3 separate regions of the Mus musculus genome follow, and regions 1 and 2 are each linked to region 3. The links are chromatin contacts, called in public Hi-C maps. All regions are on one chromosome and are shown on one strand. Each heading gives the region's core, a stretch centred on a gene start, on an enhancer-like site or on the middle of the called end of the contact. The rest is flanking DNA. Distances are from core to core; before and after follow the strand shown. Region 1 overlaps Tapt1 (transmembrane anterior posterior transformation 1). Region 2 overlaps Tapt1 (transmembrane anterior posterior transformation 1). Region 3 holds the start of Prom1 (prominin 1).

What was found. A called contact is a pair of places that touch in the nucleus more often than the background predicts.
Region 1: a contact with region 3 is called in a Hi-C map of colorectal tumor organoids, with 1.4 times the contacts expected there. The contact joins the enhancer-like site here to the promoter of Prom1 in region 3. A contact is called at or near these places in 1 of 39 promoter capture datasets (macrophages), 3 of 484 Hi-C or Micro-C datasets (colorectal tumor organoids, nephron progenitors and rod photoreceptor) and 3 of 9 other capture datasets (adipose tissue, liver and pancreatic islet).
Region 2: a contact with region 3 is called in a Hi-C map of rod photoreceptor, with 2.2 times the contacts expected there. The contact joins the enhancer-like site here to the promoter of Prom1 in region 3. A contact is called at or near these places in 1 of 39 promoter capture datasets (macrophages), 2 of 484 Hi-C or Micro-C datasets (nephron progenitors and rod photoreceptor) and 3 of 9 other capture datasets (adipose tissue, liver and pancreatic islet).

What each region holds. Positions count from the first base shown.
Region 1 is chr5:44,180,213-44,184,151 of GRCm38.p6, reverse strand. Tapt1 (transmembrane anterior posterior transformation 1) reads left to right here. Exons shown (of 14, transcript NM_173764.3): 12 at 1,378-1,454. Among named protein-coding and RNA genes, the nearest start is that of Gm42427, 42 kb to the right of the region's middle. Within about 2 kb of position 2,256, at least 79 of the 459 cell types and tissues checked have an H3K27ac peak or open chromatin away from gene starts, as enhancers often do. A contact at or near this core is called in colorectal tumor organoids, pancreatic islet and rod photoreceptor, where this site is marked.
Region 2 is chr5:44,202,204-44,206,349 of GRCm38.p6, reverse strand. It overlaps Tapt1 (transmembrane anterior posterior transformation 1), which reads left to right. Exons shown (of 14, transcript NM_173764.3): 3 at 2,022-2,140. Among named protein-coding and RNA genes, the nearest start is that of Tapt1, 22 kb to the left of the region's middle. Within about 2 kb of position 2,724, at least 17 of the 459 cell types and tissues checked have an H3K27ac peak or open chromatin away from gene starts, as enhancers often do. A contact at or near this core is called in rod photoreceptor, where this site is marked.
Region 3 is chr5:44,099,546-44,103,766 of GRCm38.p6, reverse strand. It overlaps Prom1 (prominin 1), which reads left to right and starts at 2,031. Exons shown (of 28, transcript NM_001163577.1): 1 at 2,031-2,119.

The DNA of each region.
Region 1 (3,939 bases), core at 1,007-3,506, 80 kb before region 3:
TTAAGGAGGGTCTGACTGCCCCTCTACACTACAGGATTCAGCCCCAAAACAAGTAGAGCTGTTTTTATCAGAAGGCCTGAAAGCAAGTGTGTACAGGTCAGCTAATATATGTACAAGAAAGCTAGAAGTCACAGCAAGTATGTTTAGATTGGTTTGCCCAACAGTTTTAGATGGTGAATGGTGATAGGCTTAATGTAAAATTTCAGCAGCTTAACAAATAGTATACCCTAAACATTGTTATGGTTTTAGTCACTTATTATATAGCAATACAGATTTCTTTTCTTTAGGAAAAGGCTACCTAAAATTTTGAAGAAACTTAGATTTTAAAGGTTATCTAGTAAAAGTTAAACTGAAAAAAATAGAATGTCAAGTTTTTCTACTTGTTTTTCCTGGTATTAGAAAAATGATGAAGGTAAATCCAGACTGTTCAACTAACTTTTAATAGAAGGGTGAGTTAGATGGTAGTGGCTATTGTGCAAGAGTAGCTTTCTGTGCTAGAGGCTGTGCTACAGCTGAGGGCTTTCTGGTACTTTTCTCACAGTGAGATTGGACTAAGCATATGACAGTCCATTCCCATATCTCACTTCTGTTGTTGTTCTTATTTGTAGCATTCAATTATATTCAAGGAACCACAGTAGAATTTTGACACTACTAGATGAGGCAGCCAGTTACCTCTGCTTCATTTCCGTGTAGCCACTCATGTAGCTGTCATGTGTAAATTGTTCTCTCAGCTGCTCCCACCAGACTCATTCAACAGGCTTCCAGGGATAACACTACTCGGCCTATATTTCTGTTACATAAGAAATGGAGTGCCAGCCATAGGTAACCAAAAAGACAGAAGTTCATGGCTTTCAAGTAATTAACTGTGTGCTTAGTTTCTTAAAGAGTGTAAGTCTTTCAAGGTTCCCTTTGCTCTATGCTCCCTACAAGTTATTGGGGCCTCTTAAAGAATTCGAACAGTGGACAGGAAAAACCAGGAACGAGAAAACCTGCTCAAACTGGTTTTATCTCTAGCAAGACCTGGATGAGCGCCTTCAGAGCTTACAGAATGAGTTTCTACTTTACAAATGGCAGCTGCTGTGTGCCTCTGTGAGATGTAAGTAGAAGTGCCGTCAATGAGATAGGCTGCTGGGGCTTCCCGGAGTGGGCAGGCAACAGCAGGCCTTGCCTGAGCAAACCCAGTCCACCACAGATGACTGAAGAAGTGTTTTGTGTTAGGAAGTCTAGAGCCAGCCTCTTGGACCTAGATGCAGGTATGCTCTAAAATGTTAAACTAAGAGAGAGACAGTTTTAAATATCAGCTAATAACTCTATGGCTCTGTTGTGTCTCTGTGTTTGTGTGTTGTGTGTTGTGTGTTGTGCTTTGTTCCTGGCTAGCTCATCAGAGTTGTAACAAGCTCAATTAAAGTGCAAGGAATCCTGTCCTACGCCTGTGTCATACTCTTCTATTTTGGGTAAGATCAACTATTCTTGATTATGTTTTGACTTTACTGTAAAGTATGTATTGACTGCAAGATGTAATAGAAGCTAATTGCATCCAATGGTAGTTTTCCTATTCTGTGTACTTGAGTTTGAATCTTTAATCAAAAGTTTATAGTAAGGTCTTTTTGCTCAAGATTTATAGTTCATCCATACTTGATTCTTTTTAGGAAAAGTCTTTCATTAGAGTCAAGTTTCCATATTTAACAACACCTTTGGTTTTCCTTTGTACTTGCCATGCTAATAGTCAGTACACCGGGCTTGGTTCACATTAACCTAACTGATACAAAAATGTAGTTTTTGTGGCTATAGCCAACTGAAACTTTTGAAAATTTGGTCCCAACTAGCTTACATACCTGTCTGGTTGTGAAATACAAGCAGTAAGTAAGCAGTTTAAGTAATTTATGATAATCATAAATGATAACAAGAAAATGATGTCAAATGTTACTTTGCCACTTTTTGATTTTTCAAAAAGTGAAATAAAGTAAGGAGCCTACCTGAGTTTTGATGTCTTTGCCCAAAGGGGAATTGGGAACCCATGACTGATCTGGTTTATACATGCTGGGATACATGGGCATGGGTTTGAGGAGTGCTGGTCTGTGGGAGAGGACAGCCCTGAGCACCACCAGAGGAAAAGGCTGTGGCGCGCTAACTTCCTGTAGAACCTGGTTTCCAAAGCCATCTGTGGTTCCAGTTTCACATTTGAGTGTTATGTGTATCTTCCTGGAACCCACACTGCTGGGCACGTGGCAGGCACCCAAGACTCCTCTGTACAAGCAGCTGAGACACAGTCACTCCTGTGGGCTGCACTTGATATCCCTTGTGTATTGCAAGTCATGAGTGTTTCACAGTGCCTGTCTCAGCCCTCCTCCAGAGCTGTGTTTGTTCAGGTGACTGATTGAGTGCTGAGATTGCAGGTGTTTGCACTACCATACCTGGTGTGTGCTGTGTTGAGCATTGTCTTGGGACTCTCTGCATGCTAAGCACATATTCTGCTAACTGAACTACGTCTCCAGTGCACACCTTTTGTTGTTTTTGAGACAGGATCTCGAATAGCTCAGACTGGCTTTGAGCTCACTGTATACCAAAGGCTGGTTTTGAACTCCTGATTCTCCTTCCTCTGCCTCCTGAGTGCTGGGATTACTGGCAGCATGCCACCATACACAGCTCTCTTAAATTTGACATTAAGTTTTTTATATTAAATTATACAATATTAGAAATTTTACTGTATGCTTTCTTTTCCAGGTAGGAGTTAAAACTTCCATCTCAGAAAATTGACTTTTATTTTTATGTTCTGGACTCTTCCAGTCTTTTTGAGTATTTTCCCTGAGCTGTTTCTTCCTTTGACTGGAGTCACACTGGCCTTTTGTTCTTTCTCCTTTTCTTTTACTAATATGCCAAAGATGTTCCAACTGCACACTGAAGACAATGTTAAAATTTTAAACTATGTGTTGTTTTTGAGGGTCAATATTTAGGGAAATTTCTTTGTACTTAGACTGCATAACAATAGATATTAAAATATTTCTTAACAACAAAATAAACCATGATGCTCCTTCCGTAGTGCAGGCTCCCACACCCTGCCTGTTGATGTTCTTAGCATAGTTTCCTTTTTTCTACTTGCTCTGGTCTTTGTTTAACTTTGTTCTCATAGTTTGAACATAAGTCAGGAAAGTAATGCTTTCATATGGCATACATGAAAGAAAACCTTTCTGCATAGTTCTCCGGAGAGGATGTGTGCCTGTCAGCTGTAGGGGGAAAGACGAGCCCACCACTGCCCTTCCCCATCTATTCAGCAGCCTTGGCTGCCAGGTTCCAGACTGCTGTAGGGATTGACCAGAAAGAAGACAGACAAGTTTTGTCCCTTGGTATCTCTGAAGTTGTAGCATGCAAATAGACAGGAGATATATTCTCTAGAGACTTTTGGTAGTGAGCAGTGTGAAGAAAAATGTGGAGGTGTCAGGAGATGAAGAGTGACAGATGGTGGCTTTTGAGCACAGCAGAAAGCAAGCAGAGTTGAGTACAGAGTGTAAGCCTAGACAGTGGGCTGTGTGAAGGCCCCTGGCAGGGGAGGTAGCTCCAGAGTCTCACAAGAAGGCTTTTTGTAAGAGCCACTCAGCTCCCGTGTGAAGGACAGTCTGGAGTGTGACAAGAGGATCAGTGAGTCAGGAAGCAGTGGGCACCGCCAGGGAAAGGTGACCAAGGCTGGAATGGCAGTGCTCGAAGTAGGAGGACAGGACGTGTCAGGTGGATGCACACTGCCTGTGCACGAAGTATAAAGGAGCAACTTCAGATACGGCTGCAGAACCTGGGCTCAAGCAGGGAAGGCAATAGAGTTGTCACTTACTGTGACAGAAGCAACATTTTAGGGGTGGGGAGAGAAGGTCCTGGGGTAGGGATGACTGGAATTGGGGATTGGTTTGGTAAGTTTGGAAACCCCGGAAACAGGGGAGGAAGAAGGGT
Region 2 (4,146 bases), core at 1,475-3,974, 100 kb before region 3:
GTCCAGTTACAGGGCCTGCAGAGTGTAAGAAAGATTGCCCCTCTGCTGGTTTATGTGACAGACTGAAATGTGAAAGGAAGGCCATTAGACTTTGTGGATACTAACACAAAATCTGCAGAGCAGCAGAAAGAGTTTGATCCTTCCCATCCTTACTGCCCAGCTCTGTGGTCTTGCCAGTACCTCACAACCATGGAGGCCTTCTTCCTATCCTCTATGCCAGGCTATCTTCTGCTCAGCCCATCTTCTGTGTGTGGCACATGCTCATCTCAGAAGTTATTTAAGTGCTTATTCTAAGTCTCTCCAGGGTGGCTTGGCCATTGTATCTTCCATGTCCCTGCACACTCAGGTCTGCCCATGTAGCTGTTAGCCCTACCCAGACATGACTGCTTCCCTCTCTGATAGTTACAAGCTTCCTGACAGGGCTACCACATCCTGCTCCTGCTCCTGCTCCCTTTGTACCTGCCGGACTGAGCATGTTACATGCCCCAGCCACAGCTTCAGGGCTGTGGGCTAGAGGAATACAGTGTTCATCCCAGCAGGAGCTCACGAAGAGATAGACACACTCCTCTTCCTAGCATTTTGTGTTCCCATGTAGACATAGCCAAGATTCTTCTTGGAATTTGTAGGCAGGAAAGGGTTCTCAAGGGCAGGAGAGTCATAAATAAGGACTACTGCTCAGACTTTAGTGCTCCTTTGCATAACTTGAAAACATGAATGAAAACTAGCCCTTTACACCACCAGCATCACGGTGGCTGTCGTGGAGGGAAGACTTAAACTGTGGGCTTGCACGTGACTTAGGCTCACACCGTGCTTTCATTGTTGTTCATGAGTCGAGAATGTTGAAGGAGCTTCATAGTCACATTAAGAAGTCTGACATAGTTATCATTTATTTCTTAGATTTTTGTCAAAATTAATAAAATATGGGCTTTCATTTCCTTTGCCACCCATAACAAAGTATTCCACACTGGGCAGTTTAAGCAGCAGGGATGCAGAAGGGGGAAGCCTGACATCGAAGAATCAGCTTTGTCCTGAAGCCTTTCTCATTGGCTTATGGACAGCCGCCTTCTCCAGAGGTCCTCACCTGGTCATCCCTTTGCCTGCCTGTGTCCTAATCCCCTCTCTTACAAGAGACCAGTGTGGGCTAGAGAGCTAGCTCAACCATGGAGGCTGTGGCTCACAACCGGCATCTCCAGGGCAGCAGGCATATTGGGTTGGGTCAGGACCTCTTTATCCCAATGACAATTTTCACTCAAATCACCATTTTAAAGACCTGTGTCCTAGAAGTTACAACTGTCTTGTGAGTTCTGTGAGAAACTATTTTGCTTATAGAAGTGTGAATTTAGGTAATACGTGCAGGTGGGACAGTTAATGCCTAAGGCTATGTAGATATTATGGTGATAACATAGCCATCAGACCATGTTTGGATGTTAGGCATACATCTCCACTAAGTAGCAGAGTTTGGTAAGCTATGAAAAGATCTATCTCACTCTCTTCTTAGGAGCTATACTGCTAAATTTATTGGTGAAAATGGAAAGTATAAATCAGTAAGAAACTGGGGAAAGGTTAAAGAAAATAGTAATTACTTCTGAAACTAATCAGAATAAGGCCTTCCAAGTATAGCAGTTGCCTATTTGTGTAAAATTATGTTAAACTTAATCAGTCTACAAAAAAATAAATTAAAAAAAACTGTTTTCAAACTAAAACTGTCTATTCCAGTCTTCTGATGAACAGGAAATGGAAAGGATGGGGTTAAAGGTAAGAAGCTTGTCTTACCTTAAGAAGATGTTACTTAGCCTGTCTGGTTTAAGAAGTGCCAGAAAGTCACAAAAGTTGAGTCTGAACAACCATCTTTTGAGGAGCTACTTCTAGGGATGGTAAACAGAAAACTCTGGAAGAGTCATAGAGGACTAATGTCCAGTTTCTTAAACTTAAGGAGTCAGGAAACAGTTTCTCATAATGTCTGAAGTTATATCTACAACTACCTAAAGAATCTCTCTCTTTTTCGTTCTCTCCCAATGTAGCTCATGTTCTTTGGAATATTTTTGTGCCTCGATGCCTTTCTGTATGTGTTCACCCTGCTTCCTTTAAGAGTCTTTCTGGCGCTATTCAGGCTCCTCACTCTGCCTTGCTATGGCTTAAGGTAAGTTTAGATCTTCGACTATTTTTAGTGTCTAAACGGTTTTATTACTTTTATAACTTGTAGAGTTGTTAGAATAAAGATGATGCATATGATTTCATTCATACTTTGGTTTTTGATGCATACACTGCCTATCTGTTCAATTTGTATTATATAATATATGTTTTATATATGCATTTTTTTCCAGAGAGGTTTTGAACCAAAACTCTGCTTTAGCTGGTAAACTGACACTGTTGTGGAGGCCATGGGTTGAATAGAAGAGGAACAGGGCTAGAAGTAGAAACTGACAGACCATGTTCTTAACCGGCTTGGACTAGGGCTGGGAGGCGTCCTGGCTTGCTTCATCTGTGAGAAGTTCAGGTTCTAATCGCCTAAGGAGCCGGCTCTACTACAGGCTTCCTCCTCCAGGTCACTTGTGTTAGTGGCCTATGAAGCTGTTGTCATAGACTTCTGGTTGGTGGCAGTTGATCACTCTGTAATGGCATCATTCTGATAGAAAATATCAGTCAGCCCAAACCAACTTGGAGAGCTAGTGTATTGTAATAAGTGTCTGCCTCCCCTAAGCTTGTTTCATATCTGCAAAAGAAGATATTGAGAGCTCAGTACCTGTCCCCCAAAACCTGGAGATAGAAAAAGTATATCAGTGGAGTGCATGACACACACTCACTCCTTATGCTGGCAGAGTGCCTGCCTACAGCAGCCCACAGTGCCAGCAGATGCCTGCCTACAGCTCCGAGTAATAAATACCAGTTTCTTGCATTTCTGTTCTAGCAAACTGGAAAGATGGAATGCAGTACTTACTGTGCATTTGTCCTTGGGGAACAGGAAGTTTGATTTGAGAGGTGGCCTTCTTGACAGTCGTGTCAGCAGGCCCCTGCTTTACATGGTCTCCCTGTACGAGCTACTGCTTAGCTTTAGCATTGTAGTTTGAGTTACAATTCTAAAATGTGTGCCGTTTGTAAATATTTTTAAAACATTTCAGTTTGAAAATGTAAAATGCTGAAATGGGTAATAATTTATGAGACTCCATTTAGTGACCATTCAGTGGAATATAACACTTGGAGTTATAGCTTCATCAATGAAGTTGCTAAAAAATTACTGGTCCATATTCAAAACTGTAAGTTCTGTTTAAAAGACTAAAGTCACAAAGATGTTTGTTTTGAAATAGAAAATGAAACGCAGCCCTTTCAAATGAGCCTTAATCCATTTTGATAAGAAATGCTTCTAATGTAAATAGAAATAATCAATAATATAATGATTAGGTTGTGAAAGGAATAAAAGTTACGATGAGCGAGATTGCAGAGAATATACAGTTTTAAGAATTCAGCCTCCCTCAGTGCTATAAAAGTTATTATTTGTATCTAAAATCTTTCTCATCTTGCAGAATGATATGAATTATGGCACGTTTAATTAATCATAAGTTAACCGGGTGAGATTCTTTTTAGGCATTTAAGCACCAATTTTAGGATCTGCCAAGTACTTCCTTTACTTTGAGGAGGGTTTAAAAGGGTTGCTCTCATTAGTCAGGCTTTTCAAAGACCTTGGTGGTGTTCTCCTACTAAAGCTGGTTGCTCTACTGTGGGCTCAGTGAGATGACATTTTAGTTACCTTTTCAGAAGGTGGGGGTGGGGGTGGGGAATCTTCCTGTGTGGCTGCATAGAGAAGTTGAATACAGGGAAATTAGATTAACCCAGTGTAACAGCCTGACATAAAGTAACTAAGAGCTTGCAGGGATTTTCACACATATTTTGTGAGCTAGGTTACCTTTTAGTTATTCCAGGATCAGCAGTGTTAAACAGGTTCATATCCCACCAATGGCATGTTCTGATCAGTTGTTGGCACCCTGGGAGAAAGCTTAAGAGGGTTTATAACCTAGAAACTCTTCCTTCTGGACTAGACCTTTTCTGTGTGGTTAGTATATAGGTGACATACAATTCATGATAATGGGTCTTGAGGCTCTTGAGTATGGAAGTCATCTTATCTGACGATGCATCTCCTTCTTCAGACAT
Region 3 (4,221 bases), core at 782-3,281:
AGTCCCGGCTGTCCTGAAACGCACTCAATAGACCAGGCTGCCCTCAAACTCAAGAGATCTGCCTGCCTCTGCTTCCCATGTGCTGGGACCACCACCCAGGTACAATGTAGCTCTTTCATGGACTGTTATCCTTACAGGGATGGGCTTTTCCATTGATGTAGTCACCTTTGTGTCACCCGAGCTCATGGAATCAGCCTCCTACTCACATTCCTATAAGTAATCCCCTGAAACTATTTTGTTCATCAAGCTAGATTTAGAAAGCTGCATATTTAGTTTAATGTCAGCGAACATTAGACATTTGCTCACATCTCCACAGGGGGGAAAAATCACACAGCAATGGACATCCATTTCAATTCAATGTGGCACTGGTCAGAGACCTATTTCACCTATTCTCTGGGTTCTGGAGGCCAGAGCTGGGTTCAACTTTGGGGCTTCAGTAACTATGTGACCTCTGGCAAGCCTGCACCACACAGTTAATCATTGATAAGATATTAGAAAGCTCTTGTTGGTAAGTTCATATAAAAAATCCGCTTAGAACACATGGCGTAGAGCCTTATCACACCGCTGCCCGAACTTTGTGGATGTACAAGGAACGAGAAGGAGTACGGGTAGCCAGCCCTGTGCTGGTTTGCAGACACAGAAGCTGGATTCAGAGTGATAAGGCCATGAGTGCCCATGCTGGTAAAATAGGCAGCTCGGGGACAGCTAGGAGCTCCCAGGAGAGAGAACTCAAGTCTCAAGCTAACACCATCCTCAGTAGCCTGTCTGCCTCTGAGCAGGAAAGCTGTGGAGCCCAGGAGACTGTAAAGGGGAGAACTGGCCATCTTAGACTTCTCTAGTACTCCAACACTGCTTGCTTCAGTTTTCCGTGGTTTCTCAGTGGTCTTTCTGAATGAACTCTTTCTACACCTTCGCCGTGTAGAGGTCAATTTCAATTTCACCTTCCCCTGCCCATCCTCAGTGTATGCTATATTTTGTGGTGAGAAAATTACTAAATTAAAGTTCATTTGTCAGGGCTGGGGAGATTGGTGAGTGGTATAAAGCATCGGTTGTTTTGGCAGAGGCACTCCCTCTTTGCAGAGTTTAATTCCCTGCACCCAGCCCGTATGGCAGCTCACAACCCTTTGTAACTCCAGTGACAGGGAAGCCAACACCTTCTTTTGACCAACTCCACGGTAAAGTGCTACACATACATTCATGCAGGCAAAACATTCATACACGTAAACTATTTTTAAAAGGCCATGTGTCCACATACCTATTCTTCCAACATCTGTGCAGCCATTCTTTCATCTCTCCGTCCATCTACCTAACAACCCGCACACAATTAATACGCATCCTTTGATGGTAAAAATGTCCCAGAGGCGCTATTCTTCCTTGGTCTATTCTCTACCCACTTTTGGTTGAATCCAGGAATGTAATTGATCAAAAGGACCAGCGTTGTGTTTGTCCCTGATAGCACAGGGATACACTACAGCCAATTTTTCTCCCCCTTAGATGATTTTTGTTTGTTTGTTTGTTTTTTAGTTGTTTTAAATAAAATGCACTGAGTACCGGTATCGTGTCTAAAGAGCCAGGAAAGTGTGGAGGTTAGAGATTTTAGGAGCTAGCGGCCTTCCAAGCAGCGATTTAGGATTAGGTGATAGAGAAGGGTGTTCTGGGACTGAGCAGGGATTTCAGCAGGAAATAAATGCTCTGTCCCGTGGGTGTCCCCAGGGCATTGTAGCCTCTCAGAAGGTCCAATCAGTGCGCTCAGACTCAGAGCCCTAGGCTCCTGCTCTTTAAATTACCGAGCCTTGTGGAGACCCCGGCACCTGGCCTTAAGCTCAGCCCTGAGTAAGTACGTTTCTGAAGGAGTCGGTGTTCCTTTAGTTCCATCCCCAAACCTCTGCCAGAGACCCTAGAGGACGCAACAGGTTCCCAGAGTCCTGGAGTCCCGTGGTCCTGACTCAGGCACCCTTAGCCAACCCGGGGCGGAGCAGTGGGACGGGCTCTCACCCAATCACTCTTGTGGTGCCCTGGGGCTGGACCTTAAATAATTCATGAATTAAGTGGAAGGAGCCCAGCTTAGAGGCGAGGGGCTGGAGGGTTCCGAGACCCGGAGGAGAGCTGGACCGGAGAGGTGAGTTGCTCCGAGTGCCGACCCAGCGCGGGGCGCTGAGCTCCCCCTCTTCTAGAACACCCAGGGCAGGGATGAGGAGTGGAGAAGCTCGAGCAACGTCTTCCTCTGCCTCCACAGCAGGTGGCGGGAACCTAGTTTGTCTTCCCGAAGCTGGAGGGGCTGCAGGGTGGTGTGGGTCTCGGCCAGTGGGCGAGCCCAGGGTCTGGAGGACTGGTTATAGAGCGTGCAAACTTTTTCCCGCGGCGGTGGCCGGCTCCTCTCCGCGGCACATTGCTCCGCTCCGGTACTCCTTCCATCCTGTGGAGGGGTGGAGGTCGCTGGGTTCCGGAGACAAGAGCAGGAGGCGGTGAGACTTTCAGGCCACCGGCCCGCTTTCGGGAAGGGCGGCGAGAGGAGGTTCGGTCTGGGTCTTGAGAACTCTTTTGCGGTAAGGAAAACTCCAGGAAAGGCCAAGGTGGGGGGTAGGCTGGGGGAGGGGGACAGGACGTGGGACTCCCGGCCACCAGCCACCATCTGCTACCTATGTGCAGCTCACAGTGCTACTGGCCGCAGCGGGAGGGCGATGCCGGTGCAAGGGCAAACCGCCTCCCTGCGGCCGTTGCCAAGCGCACGCACCCGGGCTGGAAGTCCTGGCTCCAGTCAGCCCTTAGGGTCACACAGCACCGAGAATTTCAGCTTTCCTAGAGATGGAGAGCAGGAGCGCTCAGGGCATACCTTGACAGAATGCGGGGACCAGGGACAACAAAGAGGAATGTGGACTGAGCAGAGCTTCGTGGCTGCTGGAGGATCGGGGCTCGAGCTAAGTTCCCGAGAATGGGTCGGAGAGGTTCCAATCCTCAACCCGGCGTTCAAACAGGACTGGGTGGGGAAATGCCTTGGTGGCGCTCCGGACTACAGGACTCAGGGGCGATCCCCTCCCCCAGGCGACGGCGGATTCCTGGAGGCTCCCAGCTTCGCGCGCCGCCTCGCAGTCGGTTCTTTTGTGTTCCGCAGCCCGGGAAAGGCCCCTGAGAAGGGGGGAAGGTGGGCAGGAGGGCGCCGGGTCTGGCGGCAGCTTGTAGGGAAAGGCAGCGGAGCAAAGGTACCGGCGCTTCCTGCAGCTACTGCTTCCTCCGGGAGCTCGCTCTGTTGCTCTCTTGTTCAGTTGTGGACTTTTCTCATGCCCAGGCGGAGAATGGTTTGCTCGGCTTCTTGTGGGCGGTTGCTGGCCTTTGTTAAGCAAGCGAACGGTTAAAGTCCTTTGTGGACCCCTCCACCCTAACTCACTAGAGACCCAAACAACTTGAACAATGAATTTGCTTTGAGCCATGTGAGAACTTTTTTGATTGACCAATTGAATATTGGCAAATTCATACAGTCCGGCTTGGCGGACTACTTATTTTTCTTATTCATTTGTGAATTTACCTCTTTGAAGCACTACGGAGCTGGCGTCTGTCTGCATGGAGCCTAAGAGGTTCACGGTGGCTCGTCTGGAGCATCAGAACTTTATGAACAGCACACACTGTGCTGAGTTCTTTACCTGTTAGCATGTTAACCCGTCAACCCCATGCAAAAGCCCACTTCACAGAGTGAAGCAACTGTCACTGTCACAGGATTAGTGAGTGGGTCCAGAGACCTGGTCCCGTTTGAAACAGTATTTTTGCTATTTAGCAAGGTATTTTACTTTTTTTTCTTTTTAAGTGTTCCATAAAGTTTTTTATGCACTTCCTTATGGTTTTTATGGTGAAGTGTTTGTTTCTCTGTGTTCTAGTTCAGTGAAGTAAACAGATCAAAGGACGGATTGACAACACTTGGAGCTGGAGAAAAGGCTCAGCTGTTGGGAGCACTAGACTAGAGGTCCTGGGTTCAACTCCCAGCATCCACATGTCAGCTCACAACTGTGTGTACCTCCGGTTTCAGGGAATCCATGGCAACGGGTGCATGGTGCACATGTAGACCCAGGAAGGCAGAATACCCATACACATAAACTAGAATAAAATAAATCTTTTAACACAAGAAAATCACAACGCTTTAAGTATGGTTGATTTTGTTTACGATTTGAGAGAAACAGGTTTTGTCAGTTGTCAAAAACCTGGTTTTTAAGGACCAGGAAGCTTCATTAC